3 separate regions of the Zea mays genome follow, and regions 2 and 3 are each linked to region 1. The links are chromatin contacts, called in public Hi-C maps. All regions are on one chromosome and are shown on one strand. Each heading gives the region's core, a stretch centred on a gene start, on an enhancer-like site or on the middle of the called end of the contact. The rest is flanking DNA. Distances are from core to core; before and after follow the strand shown. Region 1 holds the start of LOC103647705. Region 2 holds the start of LOC103649247 (14-3-3-like protein GF14-A). Region 3 holds the start of LOC103649249.

The links. Hi-C and Micro-C count contacts between places; a contact is called where the count stands out from the background.
Region 2: a Hi-C map of ear shows a contact between it and region 1, with 2.7 times the contacts expected there. The contact joins the promoter of LOC103649247 here to the promoter of LOC103647705 in region 1. A contact is called at or near these places in 2 of 25 Hi-C or Micro-C datasets (ear and tassel).
Region 3: a Hi-C map of endosperm shows a contact between it and region 1, with 3 times the contacts expected there. The contact joins the promoter of LOC103649249 here to the promoter of LOC103647705 in region 1. A contact is called at or near these places in 3 of 25 Hi-C or Micro-C datasets (bundle sheath, endosperm and leaf).

What each region holds. Positions count from the first base shown.
Region 1 is chr2:209,183,448-209,187,122 of Zm-B73-REFERENCE-NAM-5.0, forward strand. LOC103647705 reads right to left here and starts at 2,118. Exons shown (of 4, transcript NM_001112335.2): 1 at 1,948-2,118; 2 at 1,466-1,730; 3 at 1-290. The coding sequence starts at 2,005.
Region 2 is chr2:208,962,340-208,966,014 of Zm-B73-REFERENCE-NAM-5.0, forward strand. It overlaps LOC103649247 (14-3-3-like protein GF14-A), which reads left to right and starts at 2,099. Exons shown (of 5, transcript XM_008673560.1): 1 at 2,099-2,134; 2 at 2,212-2,430; 3 at 2,521-2,643; 4 at 3,434-3,550; 5 at 3,615-3,675. The coding sequence starts at 2,099. It overlaps LOC100284220 (clathrin binding protein), which reads right to left and starts at 1,196. Exons shown (of 10, transcript NM_001157115.1): 1 at 936-1,196. The coding sequence starts at 995.
Region 3 is chr2:209,371,072-209,374,746 of Zm-B73-REFERENCE-NAM-5.0, forward strand. It overlaps LOC103649249, which reads left to right and starts at 2,043. Exons shown (of 9, transcript XM_020548573.3): 1 at 2,043-2,845; 2 at 2,934-2,997; 3 at 3,105-3,171; 4 at 3,275-3,320; 5 at 3,423-3,521. The coding sequence starts at 2,285.

The sequences.
Region 1 (3,675 bases), core at 868-3,367:
TCCACGCCCTGAGCCCCCTGAGCGCCCTGCGCAGGGGCCGCACCTTGCGCACGCGGCAGCACTCCTGGTGGCCGTCCTCGTAGAAGGAGAAGAGGCCCTTGGTCCGCACCAGCTCCTGCACCTCGCTGGCGTCCGGGAACATGTACTCGATGCGGATGCCGTAGTGCTTCTCCACCCTGTCGAAGAGCTGGTACGTCTCCGGGTTGAGCCGCCCCGTGTCCAGGCTGAACACCCGGAAGGGACGCCCCGTCAGCTTCGCGTACTCGATCAGCGCCACGTCCTCCGCGCCGCTGCACGCACGAGACGAGAGGGGGTTGACGACGTCAGTTAAGCTAGAAGTTTGCCCGTCTTCTCATGTCATCGTAGTGAGTCTGTCCCTATCCAAACCGATTCATACGTAGCATCCTACTCCTACTACAGTGATTAATAACGACGAGTCCAGCGTATTTTGCTTTGTCGTCTGCTCTTACAGCTGCACTAAAAACTTGGTTTGGATTCGGACGGGCCTGTTTGAGAGGGCTCCAAACTAGCTCCGGCTCTTGAGTAGCCCTTCTAAATGGTCTAAAAAGAATAGCTTCCTTTAAAGAGTAACAAGAAGCTGTAGCCATTTTTATAGAAAGCAGACGAAAACGAAGCCAAAAAAATTTGTCTCCTAGCGGCTCTTTCTCTCACTCTTCTCTCACAACAAGAGTAGACGTTTTGACAGACGATTTGTTAAAAGAACACTGAATCGGGACCTATTCTTAAAGAAAAGCTAGATCGAAGTCATTTTTAAAAAAGCCGGAATCGTGCCAAACCGGCCATAGTCAAACAAAACGAACATGGTTGTTCGGTTGCGCGTGGGTGGTGGGGCCATGCTCTGGTGTCTGGTCGAAAGTCGAAACACAAACTCGTACACCAGGTTCAATGAACCTAGACACCTCAAGCTTGGCTACGTTAGCATATGCATCAAAGGGAGCCTAGCTAATTAGATGTTTAGTTTATAAAGACTAATTTTTAGTCAGTCCTTTTTATTCTATTTTAGTTCAAATAATTTTGTTTTCATATTTTTCTAATTTAAAGACTAAAATGGTATAAAATAAAAGGACTAAAAATTAGTCACTAGAAACCAAACATCCATTAAACCTGATTGGATTACAGCATCTGATCGAGTACCATAAACAATCGAACACTAGCGTTAGCTATAATAATAGTCCTATGCCGTTTCTGAGGCACACATGTGGGACCCACACCGCAGTGGCCAGCGAGATGGTCTAGGATGCTAGGAATCTCTACGGCCACACGTTCGGATTTCGGAAGATGCCGCGAGGATACCGGATGCAGGTCGCCGCGCCAAAAACCCCCATTCCTCCACAAGCACCAGCGGTGATACAGGCTAACGGGCACGCGGGGGAAGCAGCGAGGACCCGAACCCGTCACGACTCACGAGTGGATGGCACGAGAGAGAGGACGTCGTGCTGCTCACCTGAAGGCGATGGCGATTTCGGAGCCGAACATGGCCAGCGCCCGATCCATGATCTCCAGCGGCGACGCGCCCTCAAGCTCGCGCGCCAGGGCCTCGTAGTCCACCGCCGCCTCGTCGGCCACGGGCGCGGCCGGCGGCGCCGCGGCCGCGGAGGCCGCCACCGGCCGCCTCGCAGGCTCCGCCGCGCGCAGCGGGGGCACCGCCCGAGCGCGCTGGCCACGCGCCGCCACGCCCACCTGCCTCAGCGCGCCACCAATCCTCGCAGCTGCGCGGCCAAAAAAAGGGGAGAGAGAGAAGCGTTAGGCCGGTCCGGTTGCAAGGCCGTGGCTTGCTTTCGAATGCGGGTGAATTCTGTCGCGAAGCCGCCGCATTTCACTGGCTAAACCGTCGGATCCGAGCAAATGTTTCTCCGCAATTAAAACCTATACAGAAATTAAAAGCCGGTATGGTAGAATGGAGGATATAGAAAACCTCTCTCTCACCTTTGACGTCGCGGAGGGCGGCAGGGTGCGACGAGATGGAGGTGGTAGCGGATGCCATGGGAAGCTCTCTGGGTCTGAGGCTTTCGAATTGAATTCGCAGTGGTAAGTTTTCAATTCTCTGGGGCGAACGTGTTTTGGGCACCTGCGTTTTTTTTCCCCTTCCTGTGGCGTAAGGTGGAAGCGGGCGGGTGGTTTACATATAGGTCGGGCGCGGGAGGCTGGATTCATCGCACCTGGACGGATTCCCGGGAGCGGCAGCGGGCAGGCTCATGGCAAATGTGGCGATTTCCGATTGGTAGAGCGCACGGGAGGCTTTCCTGGCCGATCGTCGATCGAAGCAGTGGCGTCAGAAGAGGCTCGGCCTGTGCCGAGTGGGCGCCACACGGCAGTTAGTCGGCGCGTGGTGGCGATGAACTAGCTGGTAGTGTTGTGTGGCTGCCTCACGCTTGTTTGCCGCGGCGCCCGTGCCCCATCCATCCGCCGCCGTCGACCTCAGAAGAGAGGAGTGGAGGACGAGGAGAAAGGACCGAAGGCGGAGGAGTATAGTATACGTAGTTGGCCAGAAAATACTAGACCGATAGAAGTACGGGCACGATCCGATCCGGTGTATACCGGGCTCGACATACAGTTTCACAAGTGCCTCGTGTCCTCGAGCTGCTATACCAGCGTCTCAATCTCACTAGGTCAAACATATTTGAAATTCTGTCTCCTCGTGCAACCGACCGAGTATGATGCATCGCTTCTGCTCCGAGCCACACCGGTGCATCCGCCGCACAAAAGATCCAAACATGCATCGCCTCTGCTCGCCGCACTTACGTACAATCTGACGACAATAGGTAGGGTCACTAGATGCTTGTCGCATCCCCTCCCGATGCGGTGCTGTAGCGGCTACAAGAAGCCCTAAGCTCTGCAACGACACACACTAGTTGCTCCTCTACTTTTACCTTCGTCAGATTCCATATCTCATGACTCATCCTCTATCATATTTTTTTTAAAAAAAAATTCACTCTAAAAACAATATCATCTACAATCCAGTAGCCCCAATTTTACACTATCCGTTGGAGACAATCTAAGCACAATAATACAAGTGGAGCAAGCCCGCTAGATGCCCCCTTGCCTCGCTATCCGTGCACGCAAGTGTTCGTTAGAACTAAGTGTTAGTTCAAATTTTGTTGGATTATATAATCTGATCATATTATAATTCCAAACAAACACCTCCCTAGTTGAGAAAAATTTGGTAATAAATGATGAATAGAGTTACAAATGATATTTTATGGTTGCAGTGAGGTATAGTAGGATAATTTAGAGAAAAACGCTGCATGAAGGAGAAAATAAGGACCGGCCCAGTAACGGGGAGCGGGGCATAAGCCCGGCCTCCCTCTCCACTCGACACTCTCCACTCATCCGTTGTCCGCTCTCTCAGTCCCTCTCGCCTCTCGGCCTCTCCGTCGCTCCACGCCGTGCTCCGCCTGCTATTCACTGCCTCACCGTCGACCGTCGCCGTAGTCTCTGCCGGATCTTCGTCACCGGCCCCCTTCCGTGCGGCGCCCCTCTCCAGACTTCGGCTCTCCATCGGTGAAATCCCTAACCCTAATCAGAAATCCCTAACCCTAATCTCCTCTTTTCTGGACTCCAGCTCTCCCTCCCGCCGTTCCACATCATAGTCTCCGGCTCCGGGCTGTGGCTTGGCAGATAAGTCCCTCTCCCTAACCCTAACCCTAATCTCCT
Region 2 (3,675 bases), core at 849-3,348, 220 kb before region 1:
TACATACAGAAGAACTCAAGAATAAACAAAATATAATGAAGCTGTAGAATAACCTCTTTTGTCAGAATGTTTAAATTTTACATGCACGCCTTTAGGCAACTAGTATAAGATAGCAGGAAGCATGTACATTACTTGGCTTCTTGTAATTAAAAAACAAACAAACAAGCGTTGAAACTGCAAAAACGCAACAACAAAAAAGAGTACCTAGTCAATTCCATATATAGCAGCATAACAGCTTATCCATAAAGATCATCATGGAAGTAATTAAAGATGGACAACAAATAATAGTATAGTAGGTAGACATATTATTGCAGAACACAATTGTCCAAGCACAACAGAGTCCAAAAAAGTGAGATACCAAATGCTAACTTGTAGAAGGAACACATCTCACATGTAAATACATAGACACCCAATTTGTCCTTACAGCGCTTCCATCAGGTATGGACCCATGCTGTGCCACAAGTATCAATTAATACTGTGCCACCGCTGTCACTAGAAGCACAAATCCATGCCTCTGCTCCAAACACAAAACCTTATGGTAACTAATTTTCCGCAGCCATGGAATCAATGAACTGCAACGTCCGCTTGACACTAGAGCTATAATGATTAATAAACAATTCACATTCCAAATTAGCAAGCTACAACAGAACACAAAAAGATATAGTGCATCCTAAAAAAACAGGTCTCTCCGACCCCCAGGGCTCGCAGATCCACGCGGTACAAGAAATGCAAATTCGCGTTGGAACCCTGAGATCCAGCTACATGACAACCCCGAGACCCCCTAAACCGGGAAAGCAATCTCTCAGGCACATCCCGGCGGCAGCCTCGCGTGACATTGAGCAACCAAACACCGCCCAAATCATGCACATTTTGTACAGAACCGAGATGCGCGGGACGAAGAATATCAGATGTCAGAGAGCGGGATCCGGAGGAACCTGCTGCTGCTTGGCGACCTGCTCCTTGAACTTGCTCGCCTGCTTCCTCAGCGCCTCCATCCCTTGGCAGCTCTTCTCGCCCGGACACGCGCGCGCGCGCACGAGCCGGAAGCCGCCGTGGCGCCGTCGCTACGCTACCCAGAGACGAACGGCGGCACAGCACAGGCACCAACCAAACACGCTGCCCGTTCCAAAACAATCACGGACGGCCAGCCAGCCATCGTTCGTCGCCCACTCCCGGCCCACGAAAGCCCAGCCCGTGCTAACGACTAGGAAAAGACACATTTAGAGATGGCAATAGGTACCCGCTACCCGAAACCCGGTGGATTTTTGCTCTATTAGGGCTAGTTTGGGAGCCTCAAACCCGAAGGGAATTGGAGGGGCTAAAATCTTCTCCTTATTCAATTTTGAATAAGAAGGGAATTTTAGCCCCTTGAATCCCCTCCGGGTTTTGGACTTCCAAACTGGCCCTTAGGGTATGGGTTTGGGTCAATTTCTCTATCCATGGGTTTGTTAATGGGTTCAAATGGAAACCCAACGGGTACGTGGGCATGGATTTGTTCTTCCACTACCCATACCCGCAAACACATGGGTTTTTAAAACCCGCCTTAAAATCAACATTCCTTATAAATATGTCTCAAAATATTATTAATTGAATATGTTCTAATTGAAATAAACTTCATGTAATAAATTTTAGGCTAAAATTAGTTATCATTTGTTCCTTTTATGCTAGCTTATTAATGTATTGATTGTCATTTACATGCTGAATTATTTTTTATGTTGATGTTAGTGGGTATGGGAAACCCGTTGGGTACCCGAAACCCGCATGGGTATGGGTTTGGGCAAAATTTTATACCTGTCATGGGTATGGGTTTTTTAGCGGGCGTATTTTTTCTTCGTGGGTATGAGTTTGGGCAAGTAATACCCAGCGGTTTTTACCCATTGCCATCTCTAGACACATTGGTCCTGAACGAGTGGCCCCACGAGGTCCGCCGCTCCTCAGCAAGCCAGAGCCAGCAGCGATCCCCGGCTGACAGTGTCTCACACACAAGCGCGAGAGCAAATTTCCTTATCTTTAAAGCCGGACGGAAACGACGTCTATAACGTTGTCCACGTCGGCTCAAATATTTCTAGACGTCGGATTTCTAATCAACGGCTATATCATGACGACACAGTCTTGCCTTGGACGCATCCTTCTGGTCGGTACTACGTCTCGTCGCCTCCTTTCGCCCCAGCGCTGCAGGTCGTCATGGTCCTCGCTCCCCGCCGTCGCTAGGGGTGCCGCGCGCGCGTCGAGGCCGAGCTCTCCGGGATCTGCGCGGGGATCCTACGCCTCCTCGACGAGCGCCTCGTGCCGGCGGCGGCGACCGTGGACGCCAGGGTCTTCTACCTCAAGATGAAGGGGGACTACCACCGCTACCTCGCTGAGTTCAAGACCGGCGCCAAGCGCAAGGACGCCGCGGACTCCACGCTCGCCGCCTACCAGGCTGCACAGGTAGCAGTTCGGCAGGCAGTCATGGATTGTCTCTCTCCTCTCGCTAAACGAGACTTGTCTTATCTTAATTATTAATACGTACGTATAAAGGACATCGCCGTCAAGGAGCTGCCGCCCACGCATCCCTTCAGGCTCGGCCTCGCCCTCAACTTCTTCGTCTTCTACTACGAGATCCTCAACTCGCCAGACCGTGCCTGCTCGCTGGTCAAGCATGTTCCCCTTCTCCTGGTGACTTGAGGGATGACATGCTGTTTTATGATTGGGTTAATTGTGTCTGTGCCATTATAATTTTCTATGTTTTGATATATGCCACTAAACTTCTTAAGCTTGCAAAAGTGCCATTAAACTTTTAATTAAGTCTGAAATAAACCATTGTCAACAGTTTAGTCTCAAACAGACCCACCCACCAGTATATTTTCGTATTTCTCTTTCTACCCTTGCCCTTGCTTTTACGAACACGACACCGGTTTTGCTATTTTTATTCAGAAACAGAAGATTTTTTGCTATGGTCACAATTGGTTATTCTATTGTTGACAGTTCATGATTTGTACATGTGTGTTGCAATTTTGGTACCTAGTTCTGCTCAGATGGTAGCATGTTACTCTGTTGGACTGTTTCTTCACAAGATTTCACTAGGCGTTGTTCACCAGCAAGGCTCTGACGACTGGGTAACAGCAAAACAACAATCATGTTGAAGAAGATGTGATGCATTTGTAACAGTAATCGTGTTCGTAACTGGTGAGACCCAAAGAGACGTGATGCCTTCGTAACAGCAAAATAACAATTGTGTTCGGGCAATGATACAAAGGGAAATACGAAAAATACATGTATAGTGGTGGGTCTGTTTGGAACTAAACCGCAGATAATGGTTTATTTTAGATTTGATTAAAAGTTTAATGGCATTTGCAAGCTTAAAAAGTTTAGTGGCACATATCAAATATATAGAAAATTATAATGGCACATACCCAATTAACCCTTTATGATTTGAGGGCTTTGGTTCCAGGCATTCGACGAAGCTATTTCAGAGTTGGATGGTCTTGGGGAAGAGTCGTACAAGGATAGCACCCTCATCATGCAGCTTCTTCGTGACAACCTCACCTTGTGGACTTCTGACATGCAGGTAAACACTTGGAATTCTACTGTCATGTTAGTACGTAAGTGATGCTAATCATGTTGTGTATCAGGAGGATGGTGGCGATGAAATGCGGGACCAGTACAAGATCATTTACTACATTCAATTTGTAC
Region 3 (3,675 bases), core at 793-3,292, 190 kb after region 1:
TCCGAACCCGACCCATTGCCATCCCTACCCGTTGCAGGCTTGCAGTTGCAGCGACTCCGTTCCTCTTCTCCGAGCCTTTCGTCGGGACTAGTGCTGGGAATTGAGCTGGGCTGGGCAAGCCCATCGTGCTTTGTGCCAAACGGGTTCGGGACAGTAAAGCCCAAAAAACTTTTAGGTCGTATCGTGCCAGCCCGAAGTGTAAAAACAGTGGTCTGGCCTGGCCCTAAACCACGTTGTGCCTTCGTTGGACCGTACCGACGCAAGCCCGGCCCGTATATTTGACCACATAAAATCAAAATATTACAACTATATAAAGTTCATAGCTTACTAAATTAAAGATATTAAACAATTTTAGCATCATTTGACCACATAAACTCTAAATATAACAACAATATAAAGTCAATATTTTACTAAATTAAAGAAATTAAATAAATTGGGCTTAATTGGGCCGTGCCGGCCCAAGCCCGGCCCATCTATGCGTGCCGTGCGGGGGCCCGACCCATATTATTTCGTGCTGTGTCATGCTTTGGGCTCTTATTTTCGGCCGTGCTCGTGCTGGCCCGAAAACCCCGACTCATATTCTCAGCACTAGTCGGGACGCTGGGTGGTTTCGTGCAGCACGATAATCAGTCCATTAGATAAACAACTCCAATTTCACACCATGCTAATACATCTTATGCGTACTGTGTACGTATGTACATGAATTAATTTAGTCTTCGAATCAGATTAGAAAAATGTGAATGAGGCTATCGAAAGTGTAAGAAGAAACAAACAATGGAGGATGTTTTGCAAATTTCACACTTAATTCAGGGTCAATTTAGAGTTTCGTTCCAAGGCCACCCCAAATTGCACGCCACTTGTCACTGTTTACTCAGAATATTTGACAATTCTTCTCGCTCCACTCAAAGACACCCACCCACACTCTGGTTTACTCATCAGAATATTTGGCTTAAACAATAGATTTGCCGCGGCTTTTGCGCTCAGGCATTGAATACCGACACCATGTGCTCGCTCGCTAGTCAACAAAAGATTAGAGGCGCAGCGGCAATAGAAAGCGCGAGGAGGCCATGCGAAATTTCCTGGTGTAAAGCAAAGCGTGTGCCCCTAGCAGGCCATGTGGGAAAGGAGGAGCTGGACCCCGGCAAAGACGAGCATGTATTTTTAATATATATATATATCGAATATGAAAAGGACCAGAAATTGTCGTGCTGTCAGAGCAGATCGAAAGCCGAGCGGAGAAAAATTGGAGGAGAGAGAGAAAAAAAATATGAAAGCGACGCGGTCTGGCTGGCCGCTACGTGGACCTGGCGCATGCACCAGTGCACCGAACCCTAGATCTGTCTACTGTCCCGGAGGCTCTTTGGCGGCAAACGGGAAAGACTCAAATACGCGCTCCTTTTTGTTTTTTTTATCTATAACCACTCAAACAGTACAGGGAAGCAACCAAAGTGTAGCCTGGTGTTTGTTGAAATTCATACGTAGCGAAAAGAAGTGTTATGCGTAGAGAGGATGCCACCCGCGTGCTGGTCTTCTATAGTTAACGTGCTGTGCAAATTCTACATTTGGTTATTTAATTATAGGCACTCTTGAATTAGGGAAATTTTTTTACCAAGACAATGAATACCTGGATGTCAAAGCGCATCCTTAAGTTTGACCAAGGGAAGCAACAATCTAGATTAACATGGAAAAAGAACAATCATTCCAACATGAAACCTGAGAGTGGTTCTAAGATTAAGAGAACATTGCAAGCTCAAAACCTGAGTGGTTTGTGTGGAACGCTGAAGCACAAGAAACGTGTACAAATCTCAAAATGTATCTAATCATTTAATAGCACGTACATTGTGTAGCTAGTGTATTTATGTATTTTTTTTATCAAAACCTTTTGCTCTTTAAGATGTTTATCAGTACTCCGTCGACAAAGCTCTGGCAGAAGTTATACGCTAATTCAATTCTGATGTACCAGCAGCAGTCGGCAATAATCTCACCCTTCCATGGACCAAGCTCATCGTCCTCCCGGAGGAGAGAGAAAGAGAGCAGCAAAAGTAGACTGATAGCCGTAGTGGTTGGTGCAAGTCGCTAGGAGAGAGAAGAGATAGGGATAGGAAGAGAGAGTGTGTGGAAGCTAGGGAAGAGAGAGAGAGGGAGGGGAGATGCACACGCAGAGACGCAAGCGATAGAATTGCTAAACAAACAAAAAAAAAAAGGCGAGCAAGAGAGAGAGAGAGAAGGCAGGCGAACCAAACCCCAAGGAGGCCAAGACGCGGACGGCAGCAGGCAGGCAGCCATGCCGCGGTCGCCGTCACCATCGCCGTCGCCATCCCCATCGCCGGAGAGGCGCCAGAACCAGCACCAGCCCGCGCGCCGGAGGGCCGCCGCCGCCTCGTCCCAGATGCTGCTGCTCCACCACCACCACCGCGGCGGCGGCGGCCGCTCGCCGTCGCCGCCGCCCCGCCGCTCGCTCCGCCCGCGCCGCGCCGCCGCCCCCTCCTCCCGCCCGCTCGTCGACGACTTCTTCCCCTTCCCCTCCTCGCCGTCCTCCTCACCCTCTCGCCCCCGCCAGCGGGGGCTGTCGCCGGAGCCGTCCAGCTCCGACTCCGGATGCGACGGTGGCGCCGCCGGCTCCTCGGTCTCCGACCGGCGCCGGCGCAAGCTCAAGCTCGTCGTCAAGCTCTCTCAGCTGCCCCCGGACCAGAATCACCGCCGGGCCCCACTCCCCCCACAGTACTCTGACGGCTCCGACGGGGCTGATGACCTGGCCGGGGACGGAAGCGGCGACGAGGAGCAGGTCAAGCCGCCCAAGAAGCGCCGGATCGAGCCGCGCGCCGACAGATCTCGCCATCGCGAGGTGGGCCATGCCCCCCTGATAAGCCGCCAGCCTTGCCTTTGCTTCACCGCGCAGCTGCTCGCTAACGCTAGATCTGCGCTTCTTCCAGGTTGTTGCTGGTGGTAGGAGCGACCCCGCGAGCGCGCCGCGGACGAAGCGGTCTTCGGTGCCAGGTCCGATTTGCTTTCCGCTTGCTCGGCCTCTGCTTGTTCGATGATTGATTTTTGAGCGCCTTTCTTCGTGGAAATCTTATTTGTTTTTTCCCGCTTGGTGGATTCAGGGACAGCGAGGACGACGCCACTGCCGGACCGGAAGGCGCTGGAGATGATTCTCGAGAAACTTCAAAAGTGCGTGTTTCACACATCTTTGTCGGAAACGCAAGATGGTATTTGTTGCATCAAGTTTTAATGAGCGCGATTTCTTCCCTTTTGCCACTGTTCTATTCCGCAGGAAGGATACATATGGAGTGTTTGCGGAGCCTGTGGATCCAGAGGAGGTAAGAGCCCCAAACCCATACTCATTTGCCATGTTTCTTGGAGTTGCCATTTTGTTTGGTAGGGAGCTGTTGAGTATTGATCGTGGTTATTGAATGGGACAGCTGCCTGATTACCACGATGTGATTGAGCACCCAATGGACTTCAGCACCGTCAGGAAGAAGCTTGCCAGGAATGCATATCGCTCGTTCGAGCAATTTGAGGTCAGATTGCTAGGCTTTGGTCGTATATGTAGGTATTGAATGGATAATGAAATATCTTATTGCGATTTGTTGGCCATTGAAGAGTTATTTCAGTTCATTTTACTTTTGACGTGAGTGAATTTGGTGTGTAACGGTCTCCCAAAGCAGCAACCTG